Regions from separate parts of the Mus musculus genome. Here regions 1 and 2 are each linked to region 3. Evidence: chromatin contacts called from public HiChIP or PLAC-seq data. All regions are on one chromosome and are shown on one strand. The core of a region is the stretch at or near the end of the contact, and the rest is flanking DNA. Distances in the headings are between cores, read along the strand shown.

What was found. HiChIP or PLAC-seq counts read pairs in DNA pulled down with a chosen protein or histone mark.
Region 1: a contact with region 3 is called in an HNF4G HiChIP or PLAC-seq map of pancreatic cancer cells. The contact joins the enhancer-like site here to the promoter of Nipsnap2 in region 3. A contact is called at or near these places in 4 of 39 promoter capture datasets (HPC-7-derived erythroid cells, liver and pre-B cells), 8 of 484 Hi-C or Micro-C datasets (the Ba/F3 cell line, bone marrow-derived macrophages, embryonic stem cells and 4 more), 2 of 115 datasets of contacts at active chromatin or transcription factors (bone marrow-derived macrophages and pancreatic cancer cells) and 1 of 9 other capture datasets (liver).
Region 2: a contact with region 3 is called in an H3K4me3 HiChIP or PLAC-seq map of embryonic forebrain, with 4 times the contacts expected there. The contact joins the enhancer-like site here to the promoter of Nipsnap2 in region 3. A contact is called at or near these places in 6 of 39 promoter capture datasets (the HPC-7 cell line, HPC-7-derived erythroid cells, cranial neural crest and 2 more), 2 of 115 datasets of contacts at active chromatin or transcription factors (embryonic forebrain and embryonic stem cells) and 1 of 9 other capture datasets (embryonic stem cells).

What each region holds. Positions count from the first base shown.
Region 1 is chr5:130,270,662-130,274,660 of GRCm38.p6, forward strand. It overlaps Tyw1 (tRNA-yW synthesizing protein 1 homolog (S. cerevisiae)), which reads left to right. Exons shown (of 16, transcript NM_001015876.2): 7 at 3,960-3,999. Among named protein-coding and RNA genes, the nearest start is that of Tyw1, 16 kb to the left of the region's middle. Within about 2 kb of position 2,605, at least 14 of the 459 cell types and tissues checked have an H3K27ac peak or open chromatin away from gene starts, as enhancers often do. A contact at or near this core is called in pancreatic cancer cells, where this site is marked.
Region 2 is chr5:129,122,797-129,126,651 of GRCm38.p6, forward strand. The region is part of intron 5 of Adgrd1 (adhesion G protein-coupled receptor D1); the gene reads left to right. Among named protein-coding and RNA genes, the nearest start is that of Gm46923, 8.1 kb to the left of the region's middle. Within about 2 kb of position 1,520, at least 23 of the 459 cell types and tissues checked have an H3K27ac peak or open chromatin away from gene starts, as enhancers often do.
Region 3 is chr5:129,723,069-129,726,765 of GRCm38.p6, forward strand. Nipsnap2 (nipsnap homolog 2) reads left to right here and starts at 2,007. Exons shown (of 10, transcript NM_008095.4): 1 at 2,007-2,153. The coding sequence starts at 2,077.

The sequences.
Region 1 (3,999 bases), core at 1,355-3,854, 550 kb after region 3:
CAAAGCCAGAGTGGATATTCCCATGGGGATTGAATGGGATCACAGGTCTTGCCAATATATTTCCAGCCCCCCATTTATGATTTGTGGACGGAGTCTCTTGAACTTGACATATAACTGAGGATGACTAAGTTCCAGTCTTCCTGCCTAGTGTGCTGGGATCACATGGGGACCCATCTTGTTTTTTTTTTTTTTTTTTTTTCTTCTTCTTTTCCTTTTTTATTTGGCAATGGGATCTCAACAAGTTGCTCAGGCTTGAGCAACCTTTCGCCCAGGTGGAATTTTCCTGTTTTAGCTTCTTGAAAATGGGGATCACAGGCTTGTGCCACTAGGTTCTTTTTCTTGTTTTCTCGTTTAAGACGGGGCCTTGCCCTGTGCTCTCAATTGCCTTGGAACTGGGTGTGTGTAGTCCAGGCTGGCCTTGACTTGTGACCTCTTTCCTGACTGCTAAGATTGCAGTGACATGCTACCACACCTGGAAAGAGCAATGTTTCTCTTAAGACAGGATATCAGTATGTCGCTGAGATCAGAGGTGTGCTTGGTTGTGTCGTCGTCGTCGCCGTCGTCGTCGTCGTCATCGTCGTCATCATCATCATCGTCATCCTCCTCCTCCTCCTCCTCAGCAGTTTCCCTACTGTTTCAGAAACCCTGCCCCTCTACCTAACCTTGGCCCCTGCTCACTCTCCTCACTCCACCTGCATCCTGCTTTTCCCTCTCTTCATTACCTTCATTACCAGCAAGTGCCATACTGGGTGGGGGAGTGGTTCTTGGTGCTGAGCATACGTGTCAAATGACAGGTGACTTTGAGTGTCAGGCATCTGCTCTCCCGTTACCTGCGAATGGCCAGTAACTTTCTTCCCTAGTGTGCTGTAGCAGGCTTTCTGCAGCTACTCCTGTCTGCAGTCTGTCTAGTCTGTCATCTTATGTATTCCGGGTAGACACGGGCTACACTGCTCTCCTTATACAGACTATATTTTAAAGTTTGTATTTCCCCCATTTTCATACATGTGTATGTGGTGTGCATGTATGTGTGTGTATGCTTGTGGGCATATGTGTGTGTGTGTGTGTTCGTGTATATGTACACATGTGGAGGCCAGAGGTTAATGTTTGGAATCGTGTTTGATTTCTTTTGTACCCTATTCATTGAGGTAGGGTATCTCAGTCAACCCGGCACTCAGGGAGGGAGGGAGAGAGAGAGAGAGAGAGAGAGAGAGAGAGAGAGAGAGAGAGCGCGCGCTGGCGGGTTAGTCAGGCTGGAATTCAGGTGGGCAGCCATACTCATGCAGCGTTTATAGGGATTAGAACTAGGGAGTCAAACTCTGGTCCTCATGTTTGCCCAGCAAGCACTTTAACCACGGAACAGTCTCCCCAGCCCCTTTCAGTCACTTAGAAGCCTCTGCCGTTTTCCTTCCGGGATGTGATCTCCTCACATCTCTTCCGCACCCCTGCACTTTGTTTCCCAGTTTGCTGGCGATTTCTCAGTGGCTTACTGTTGCTTGTGTTCTGCCTCCCACCAGCATAGGTGACTTTTCCCATCCACTCTTCCAGCTTTACGTTCCCTTAATGTTTGCGCAGTTGTTCCACGACAGAGGCAGCCTACTGTGGCTACTTCTCCCTAAATCTTTTAGGCACAGCGGGCGAACTCTGTAATGTCGGTACCCTGGGGTTGCTGTAATTGGACCGGTCCATTTCTGGGGAGGATGGGGGTGCTTCACATTAATTTTCTAACCCCAGTGGCTTCTATGAGTTACATTTAACTTCTTTTGGTTTTTTTAAAGCATTTATTCATTTATTTATTTTTTTAAAATGTATGTGTATGAGTCTTTTGCCTGCTAGTGTATTTGTGTAGCACATGCCTGCAGTGCCTGTGGAGGCCAGAAGAGGGTGTGGGTTCCCTACAGCTGGAGTTGCAGACCATTGTAAGCTACCAAGTGGATGCTAGGGACTGGACCCAGGCGCTCTCCTGGAGCAGCTGACCCATCTCTCATCCTCTGCATTCATCTTCTATTGAAGACAGGTTTTAAATTTTCTGAAGGTCACAGAGCCAAGTTAATGGCAGTTCTGATTAGATTTTATGTGAAGATGAAATGAGTTCCTTTGAGAGGCAGTAAGTTCGTCTCTGTCAGAGATGAGGTTCTGAGCCTGAGTTACAGAGGAGCCCGAGATCGTCAGCTAAGTGTCTCACCAGCTAAATGTCACCTGCTGCCAATTTTAAAATTTGATTGATTAATTTTGAGACAGGGTCTCATGTAGCTCAGGTGACATTGATTGGCACCTGCTTGATTGAGGGTGACCTTGAACTTGTGGTGTTCCGGCCTCCACCTTCAGAGTGCTGGGAATATAGGTATGCATCCCCAGGCTGTGTGCATCCAGTGCTGAGGCGGAACCCAGGGCTCTAAGTGCTATGGAAGCACTCTGTCAGTCTGTCTGCCTCTCCTTTGAGGGTTTGGGGTCACAGCTGTGCTCATCCCTCCCTATTGCACAGTAACATCTGGAGTAAGCCTGACAGAGCGGTAGAGCTGAGGCTGGGATTGTTTCTATGTGCTGACGGTTGGCCCTTTACACAGCGCTGAATTGAAGTCACTTCATTATACTTGTTTGCAGAAATGAGTCACAGGCACATGGCACTTAACCTCAGAATCTGTTCTGAGCAGTGACGTGTTCAGGCTGCTCCAGTGCTAGGTGGGCATCAGCGGGTATGCTGAAAGAAACGGAGAGGGCTGTGATGTCACAGGCAATATGGGACCATGGGGCCACTGCCACACATATGGCCCATTGTTGGGTGACAGTTTTTGTGACACATTACTATTTTGTTATCTAGAAGCAAACAAGTCTCTGCCCAAAATTTAAAAAAAAAAAATTTCTTACGTGTGTGTGTTTGTACATGTGCACACATGCTGCAGAGCATGTGTAGAGGTCAGGTGACACCTTGTAGAAGTTAGTTCCCTCCGTCACCAAGTGGATCCAGGAGATAGAGCCCAGGCTGCAGGCACTGTTACTCAAAGCAGCATCTTGGTGGCCCCAGGCCTGCTGGGAAGTGCTGTCCCATCCAGCTACCCTGTAGCCCACACTTCCCCGTGTGCCTGCCTGCGGTTTTCTTCCCCCAGCATTGTCCAGCCTGTAGGCACAGGGCAAGTTTGCTGAGGGATTAGTTTTTGTCACTTTGTGAGGTTTGTTTGCTTATGTGGCCTGTAAGTAGGTTTGTGCACGGTGTGGGTGCAGCTCCCACCCATCGGGCCCAGGAGAGGGCACCGGATCCCCTAGAACCAACAATAGACACAGTTGGCAGCTGCCATGTGGGTGGGGACTGAACTCAGGTCTTCTGGAAAAGCAGTCAGGGCCCTTAACCACTGAGCCATCTCTCCAAACGGACGGACTCTGTGATGCCTTTTCACAGGGATCACTTTGATGCCAGAGAGGTAAGATGATTTTTTTTTTCCTGAGACAGGGTTTCTCTGTGTAGTCCTGGCTGTCTTGGAACTCACTCTCTAGACCAGGCTGACCTTGAACTCAGAAATCTGCCTGCCTCTGCCTCCCAAGTGCTGGGATTAAAGGCGTGCGCCACCATTGCCCCACATGATTTATATTTTTAAAAATTATTACTAATCAGTCAGGGCTAGTAAGATGCCTCAGAACGTAAAGGAACTTGCCACCAAACTCCATGACCTGGGTTCCAGGCTTGTCGTGTGTGTGTGTGTGTGTGTGTGTGTGTGTGTGCGTGCACACACACACACACACACACACACATGCATGTAACACAAAATAATGATTAAAAAGCAGCAAAGAATACTCAAACAAAAACACTGTAAAGGTGCTTTGAAGTGAGGCAGTGGTGGAGTGCCTGCCCAGGATTGTGAAAGGCCAGGGAATCCATCACCAGCAGCACAAACTGACCCAAACACAATAAAACAGGGACGTGAGAGCTGAGCTTTGTGTGGGATTCTGACGTTCTGGCCTTGCAGGAGGAAGAGCCCTGTGAGAGCAGCAGCGAGGACGAGCTCG
Region 2 (3,855 bases), core at 270-2,769, 600 kb before region 3:
CATGAACTGGTGCCCAGTTATTGTCTGGAATCAAGGTAGAAGCTGTGTGCAGAAGATAAAATGTGGTTAAATCTCCCTGTCTCCGCACCTTTAGGGTGATATGGCCTTGAAGCTGCTCTCAGCACAGTGCGGAAAGTTCTGGGGAAGACAGCCTGCCAATCAGGGAGCAGGCAGGCAGTAAGGCAGGAGGAGAGGCTGGGGCATTGTGCCATCTTGGTTAAGAATTCACCTTTAGATCCAATGGGAAGTGACTGAGTTTCAGAGTAAGTGGAGAAGCTCTGTGGTATGCTATTAGCTGAGCTGGACACTGGACATCTGAACCAAGGGGGCACTGGGGAAAGTGCAAGGTATCAGAGGAAGAAGGTGACCAGGTCCACAGAGGGGTTTCATGTGGCATGCAGAGAGGACCTGGACAGAAACTAGCCAGGGCATAGGCCAGGATCCTTCATACTAAGACTCTAGGACAGGGGTTCTCAACTTATGGGTCGAGACACACACATCCCCACTGGGGTCACATACCAGATATCTACATTACAATCCATAACTGTTGTGTTAGAAACGTGGCTTGCAGGCGGGTGAGATGGCTTAGCGGTTAAGAGCACTGACTTCTCTTCCAGAGATTCTGAGTTCAAATTCCAGCAAACATATGGTGGCTCACAACCACCTATAATGAGGTCAGATGCCCTCCTCTGGTGTGTCTGAAGACAGCTACAGTGTACTTACATATAATAAATAAATAAATCTTTGAAAAAAAAAAAAAGAAACGCAGCTTGCTTCTGGAAAGACCATGCCAGGCCAGTACAGTTCCAAGTGAGAGAGGTTTATTGTGGGGGGAAGGGGCAAAAGGAGGGCGACAGAGATGAAGGGGGAAAAGAGTGAAGGCCAAGATGCCTTTTATTTAGACTGTGATGTAGTCACTTGCAGGTAGAGGTGGGAGATGAACCAGGTGGACTCTGGGACTCTGTTGCCATGACAACAGATGAGCAGGTCCCTGACGCAAATGGGTGACATCACGGTCATCGCTGCATTCAGAGATGACTCGAGACCGTAAAGGCAGATCCTGACTGTAAAGCCAGTTCTTGATGCCAACAATAACAGTAGCAAAATTACAGTTATGAAGTAACAATGAAAATGATTTTATGGAGGGGGTATTAAAGGGTTGCAGCATTGATTAAGGTTGAGAACAATGTCTTTGAAGTAGCTCGGGTCCTTTTATGGCCCATTTGAAGGAGGTGGCACAGCCTGTTAAGACGTCAGGCCAGGTGCTAACTCTGTACTTTGGAGCTTTATAGACCCTGTATCGGTATCATATTCAACCACTTTTGTTCCATTTCTTCATTTGTAACACAAGAAGGGTAACAGTTACTATTTTGCTGGGAGACAGACGCCTGATGGATCAAAGGAGTCTTCAACAATGAGCTGCAGAATCCTGGGAGACTTGGGTTTGCTCTGTGGGTGCTTCAGCTGAGCTCATAGCTCCTCCTCTGCAAGGTGGGGAAATGCAGCTAGGGAAGATATCAAATTTCTGGATTCTCTCCCACTCCCAAGGCTGGAAACACTTTTGCCTTCGTACTTATGGAGGCTCCATCTGAATTTCAGCGATGGCTCTCAGTGAGGACCGCTTGAGGTCAAGGTTTCCTAGGTAACAGCTCATCCCCCTACCCCCACCCCCATGGGCCTTGGGCCCGTGGCAAGCACCAGGCATCTAGCAGGTTCTTTGAAACGAACACGTGCTGTTTTCCAAGCCAGGGATGCAGAGAGAGACTTGTAAACATCCTCTCCTCATCTGCTCCTCATTTGTTCACTGAAGGGCTTTGTTATTCTCACTTTCAAAGTCAAGCACAATAACGCTTTGGCCCTGCTTAGGATCCAAGTGTTCTTCAGAGCATCAAAATTACTAAAATTACACAATCCCCAGCAGGAAGCTCTGACGTAATCACTGGCAGTCCACAGTGACCCATGGGCAGGGGCACTGTGTGTCCTTCAGAGGGGGGCTGCCCCGTGTCATCTTTGCCAACCCCAGGAGGATGTCTTACACCAAGGCTTATAAAATAGAGGAGGTCCTTTGGAGGCCAGTCTTCCTATTGATGAGAAGGGGGACTCAGAGTCTTCCTAAGGAAGTTTCTGATGGAGCCAGGAGGCTGGCTATTAGTCATTGTGCCACCCCATGTTGGTTAACGTCATATATGCTATGTCAAGCCAGGCCTTTGGATAGTTTGGTGGCTCCTGCCCTGTGAGTTTTTAGATTTTCAATGACCTTCTGAGTGAGTTGCGATTTTATGTCAAAAGTCAGATCTTCCAAGTTCCCATTGGAAACAAAAGAGAATGGCAGCCCCAGCGTCATCTTTTAGTGGCAGGAGGGGGAAGGGGAGCTGCCGCCTAGGCGGAGCACCCACCTTCCTATGCAGCCTAGTCAGCACGGTGGCCTGCCCTCAGTAAAACTAGGTTCCCACGCTGCCTCTTCATTGGCTCTGCAGACCAGGTGCATGGACGCTAGTCTGGCATGACTGTGCTGTTGCCCTGGGCAGCCTCCTTGTTTTAAAGCATTAAAAACCCATAGTGGGGGCTGGCGAGATGGCTCAGTGGTTAAGAGCACCGACTGCTCTTCCAAAGGTCCCGAGTTCAAATCCCAGCAACCACATGGTGGCTCACAACCATCCATAATGAAATCTGACGTCCTCTTCTGGAGTGTCTGAAGACAGCTACAGTGTACTTACATGTAATAAATAAATAAATGTTAAAAAAAAAAAACCCATAGTGAAGTTGAGTCCAAGGAACAGAGGGCTGCCAGGGGCCTCCCACCTCTGCGCATGACCAACCTCCCCGCAGCAGCATCCCAGCCCTGCACTGTGATTGAGTATTGAACCACACTGATGCATGACCAACCTCACCCCTGCAGCACCCACCCCTGCACTATGTAATGGGCCACACTGATGCATGGCCAACCTCACCCCTGCAGCACCCACCCCTGGACTATGTAATGGGCCACACTGATGCATGGCCAACCTCACCCCTGCAGCACCCACCCCTGCACTATGTAATGGGCCACACTGATGCATGGCCAACCTCACCCCTGTAGCAGCCATCCCTGCACTATGCTTCAGAGATGTGCCACCCTAATGTGTGCTTGTTTGGGGAGTGGATATCAGGGTCCATTTCTGATGTTATACATTTTGTCTATTGGGGGGGAGGAGTCTGTTTTGAGCTTTGACCTTTTACCTATCTTTAAGTGGGGTATTCATTCGATTACTGTGAGTTCTGAGAGCACTTTGCCCATTTTGTGTAACAGTATCCACTGAAGATATTTCCCCCCAGCCCATGGCTGGCCTTTTCAATCTATGCGCAAGTTCTTTCACAGAGCGGACATTGACAGTTTTAACATGAGACCAGCTTCTCATACTCTATACTGGATCATGCTTCTTCTGATACATGCACACACACACACACACACACACACACACACACACACACACGCAGCATCAAGGGGCTGGAGAGATGGCCCAGTTGTTAAGAGCACTTGCTGCTTTTCCAGAGGATCTGAGTTCAATTCCCAGCACCTACCTGGCAGTTCACGACTGTCTGCAAGTTCAGTTCTAGGGACTCTGATGGTCTCTCTGCCTTCCATGGGCACTGCATGCATATGGTACACAGACATACAGAGGCAAGACAGTTTTATTTCAACCTGACACAAGCTAGAGTCGTCAGAGAGGAGGGAGAATGAGAAAATGGCTCTATGAAATGAAGCTATTAGGCAAGCCTGTAGTGATTGATTAGGAGGGCCCAGCCCATTATAGATGGTGATCCTAGCTTCTATAAGAAAGCAAGCTGAGCAAGGCATGGGGAGCAAGCCAGCAA
Region 3 (3,697 bases), core at 757-3,256:
CATCTCTCCAGCCCATGGCATACACTTATAATATAGCACTCAGGAGGCTAAGTGCTGAGCACAGCAAGCCCAGGCAACTTGGTAGAACCTATTTCAAAAATAGATTGAAGATGCAAGCTCATTAATAGAACACATGCCTAACATATTCAAGGCCCTAAGTACAGTCACCAGTACTTAGGAAGGGAGGAGAGCACTGGACTAAAGAACTAATGAAACTTTAGAGCCAAATGGCAATGGGTTTGGGGGTGGGGAATACAGGAAAAATATGGCCTAATGCTAAGGAGCACAAAAGCAGAGTCATCAAAGAAATGCATAAACGCCAAGTTTGCATTCCAAGAGAGAGTTGAAACTCCTAACCTATAAAGTTGAGTCAAGTGCAATACTGCATACCTATGATCCCTGCACCGCAGAGACAGAGGCAGGAGCATTGAGAGTTTGAGGCCATCCTGGTCTGAATAATGAGGTCCAATAACTAAACAGCTTATGACGGCTCTGCAAGTAATCTCAACCCAGGAGTTTACCCTGAGATTACAAAAGGATTCCTGTCAGAACAGGCAGGACCCAAGGATGGAGTCGCATGAGGGGAACTCTGAATGCTTGTGAGAAACTCCAAATGAGTCTTGTAACCTCAGTTTCTTCAAAACACAAAACTTGTTCATAGACTGTGCTTCACACCCCTCCCAGGTGTAGCGAATCGCAGTGAGTTCACTCCAGATCACTCATTACTGCTTGCTGCTTTTATTATTTTTTTGCCACGTGTGGCTTGTCCTTATGATTACACACCTAACTCCTGTGGTTCTTCTATACCCTCAGAGTATAAATCGTCTGATGCTCTGAATAAACGCTATTGCTTGAGACTTTAGTCCGCCTCGTTTTTAGGCTCCATTCTCCCAGGTTCAACCCCGACTCAAGAGCGGTAAACAGATTACCATCAGTTTGAGGCCGGACTGGGCGCCACATAAAGACCCTGTCTCAGCTAAGTTGAGAAATGAAGGATCTGTATAAAAAAGGCAGGGCTCACCGACGCTTGAAGAGGCCCTGCCCGCAGCAAGTCACATATCTGCCTCCCACAGTTGGGTCTACAGTTTTATGGACCGCTCTCAGCCTCATTCACATTCAAAGGAGTGCCTCTCCCAGTCTGAACCGCTCCTCCACCACCCACAAGACCAGACCCTGTCATTTGTCCAAATTCTTGTTAGAAAAACTGTACCCATGGGGCTGGAAAGATGGCTCAGCGATTAAGAGCACTGGCTGCTCTTCCCGGAGGACCTGGGGTTCAATTCCTAGCACCCACATGGCAGCTCACAACCTCCTGCAACTCCAATTGCCAGGGGCTCCACCCACACTCTCACACAGACATACATGCAGGCAAAACACTGATGATGCACATAGACTAGGAAGAGAAAAATTTAAAAGATAAAGAAAACCACAACTCCTGAGCTTCAAGATTACAGCTCCCATCCGTCTTCTAACTCAGAACCAGGAAGGCAGCCACCAATTGGAGAGTATCCTTCTCTTGGCCTCTGCATGTAACTGAGGCCCAGGCTGCTCCCTATTTCTCTGATTCCTCGGGATCTAGTTCTGCTTTTGCCTACTCTTATCTTGCTGAAGTTTATGCTTATATCCATAGCTCTTTTATTATCCTTACAGAATACACTTCCCCCTATACCAGTGGTTCTCGACTTTCCTGATGCTGCTAAAACTTTAACACGTTTCCTCATGTTTGTGGTGGCCCTCAACCATAAAATCAGACTCTGGATTCCCCACATGCACAGATCTACTCCTTTCCCGTGGATCTCCCCGTGTACATTCCAGGTTCCTTTCTCACTCGGACTTCAGAGACCCTGAACTCCCCTCGCGGGATCTACGGATATCTTCAGCAACTTCTTGGCACGCCCCCTGGCGGCAGCACTGAGGCGCCACGCTGCTCCCCCTAGCGGCCGCTCCCCTGCACTACAGCGGCCTAGCGCCCTGCCCCGCCCCGCCCCAGCCTGGTCGGCCCGGCCGGGGGAGGGGTCGCGGTAGCGGCGGCGTCAGCGACACCGAGGCGGTAGGAGCTTCAGGCTCCGGAGCAAGATGGCGGCGCGGGTGTTGCTCGCGCGAGGAGGCCTGCTGCGGCCAGCCGCCCAGAGCGGCTTCCTGCCGGGGCTCCGGTGAGCAGCGCCGCCCTTTCCGGGGCCCGGCCGGGGAGGGGCCGCCGTGGGGCGAAGGGCGCGGGGTCCCCGGGGCGGGCAGGGGACGCCGGGGGGCCGGCCTCCCGAGTCCCAGGCGACCGAGGGCTGGCGAGGCTGCGGCGCCTTCCCGGGCCCCCGTGGGGCTCAAGGTCACCGTCCTGCCGGCGCCGCCCTTGCCGGGGACGCCCGGGCTCGCGGGCCACGTCCGCCCTCAGCCTCTGCGCGCTGCGCCCCTCGCAGTAGCAATGCCTCGCCCCAGGTCGTGCAGAGAAGCAAAAGGATGGCTGGTCTCCCTGGGGAAGCTGTACCCCGGGGTCCCCAGTCGGGACAGCCCTTAAATTTGAAAGCGGAGTGGCAAAAAAAAAAAAAAAAAAAAGTAACCCACGGTGGCCAGCTGTAGTAGATGGCGGAGTTCGCTGTCGAAACTTTTTCTTTTTTCCTGACCTCCGCGGAGACTGTGCTCGGTGTGTCAACCTGTCACCTTGACATCCCCACGTTTAAATAACGAAAGGCCATCCGAATTTACCGACAGATTTGTTTTCCCTTCTTTTCTTCCTTTATATGCTTATTTGCTGTTTAAGCGGTTTGTAGGATTTATTTTTTTATTTTATGTGTATAAGTGTTTGCTTTCATGTGTGGCTAACACATAGGTGCCTGGGGCAGCCAGGAGAAGGTTTTGGATCCCCAACGACCCGGAGTTACAGAGGGTTGTGAGCCGCCATGTCGGGGCTGGGAATTGAATCTGAGTTCTCTTCTAGAGCGGCAAGTGTTCTTAACCCCTGAGCCATCTCTCCAGGCCCTATGTATGTATGTATGTATGTATGTATGTATGTATGTATGTATGTATGTATGTATTTTGAGACAAGATCTTACTACATATATTCCTGGCTGGCCTTGAACCTTCAGCAAACCTTTTGCTTCAGACTCCAAAGTTCTGCAGTTGCAGGTGTGCAGTTGCAGGCCAGCCTTGGCTAATTGAAATATTCCTTTTTTTTTTTTTTAAGATTTTTTTTAACCTCTGAGCTCTCTGCCACGTGTGTGTAATTGATTTTCTTCCACCATGTGGGTCTGGGAAATTGAATGTAGTTCATCAAACTTAGCAGCCAGTTTCTTTACCCCTTAAGCCATCTCACCAGCTCCAGAACTTGCCTTCAGATTTCTTTTGTTTGTGCGTATGTGTGGTTTTTACCTGCATCTATGTATGTGCACCGTGTGCATGCCTTGGGCCTTCAGGGACCAGAAGAAAGTCTCTGACCCTCTGAAGTACAGTTACAGAAATGGTTGTAAGCCACCACTTGGGTGCTGGGATCGGAACTCTGCCCCTCTAGGAAAGGAACAGGTGGTCTTAGGCATGGAGCCATCTCTCCAGCATTATGAGAGCACCATATAATATGGCTTGTCTGATTTACTGGCAATCTTTAGTACTGGGGTGTGTATCTCACACAGACACACAGAGGACAAGAGACACATCTCGAGGGAAAAGTGTGTGAATGCTTTTGTTTCAGGACAGATGCAACTTGTAG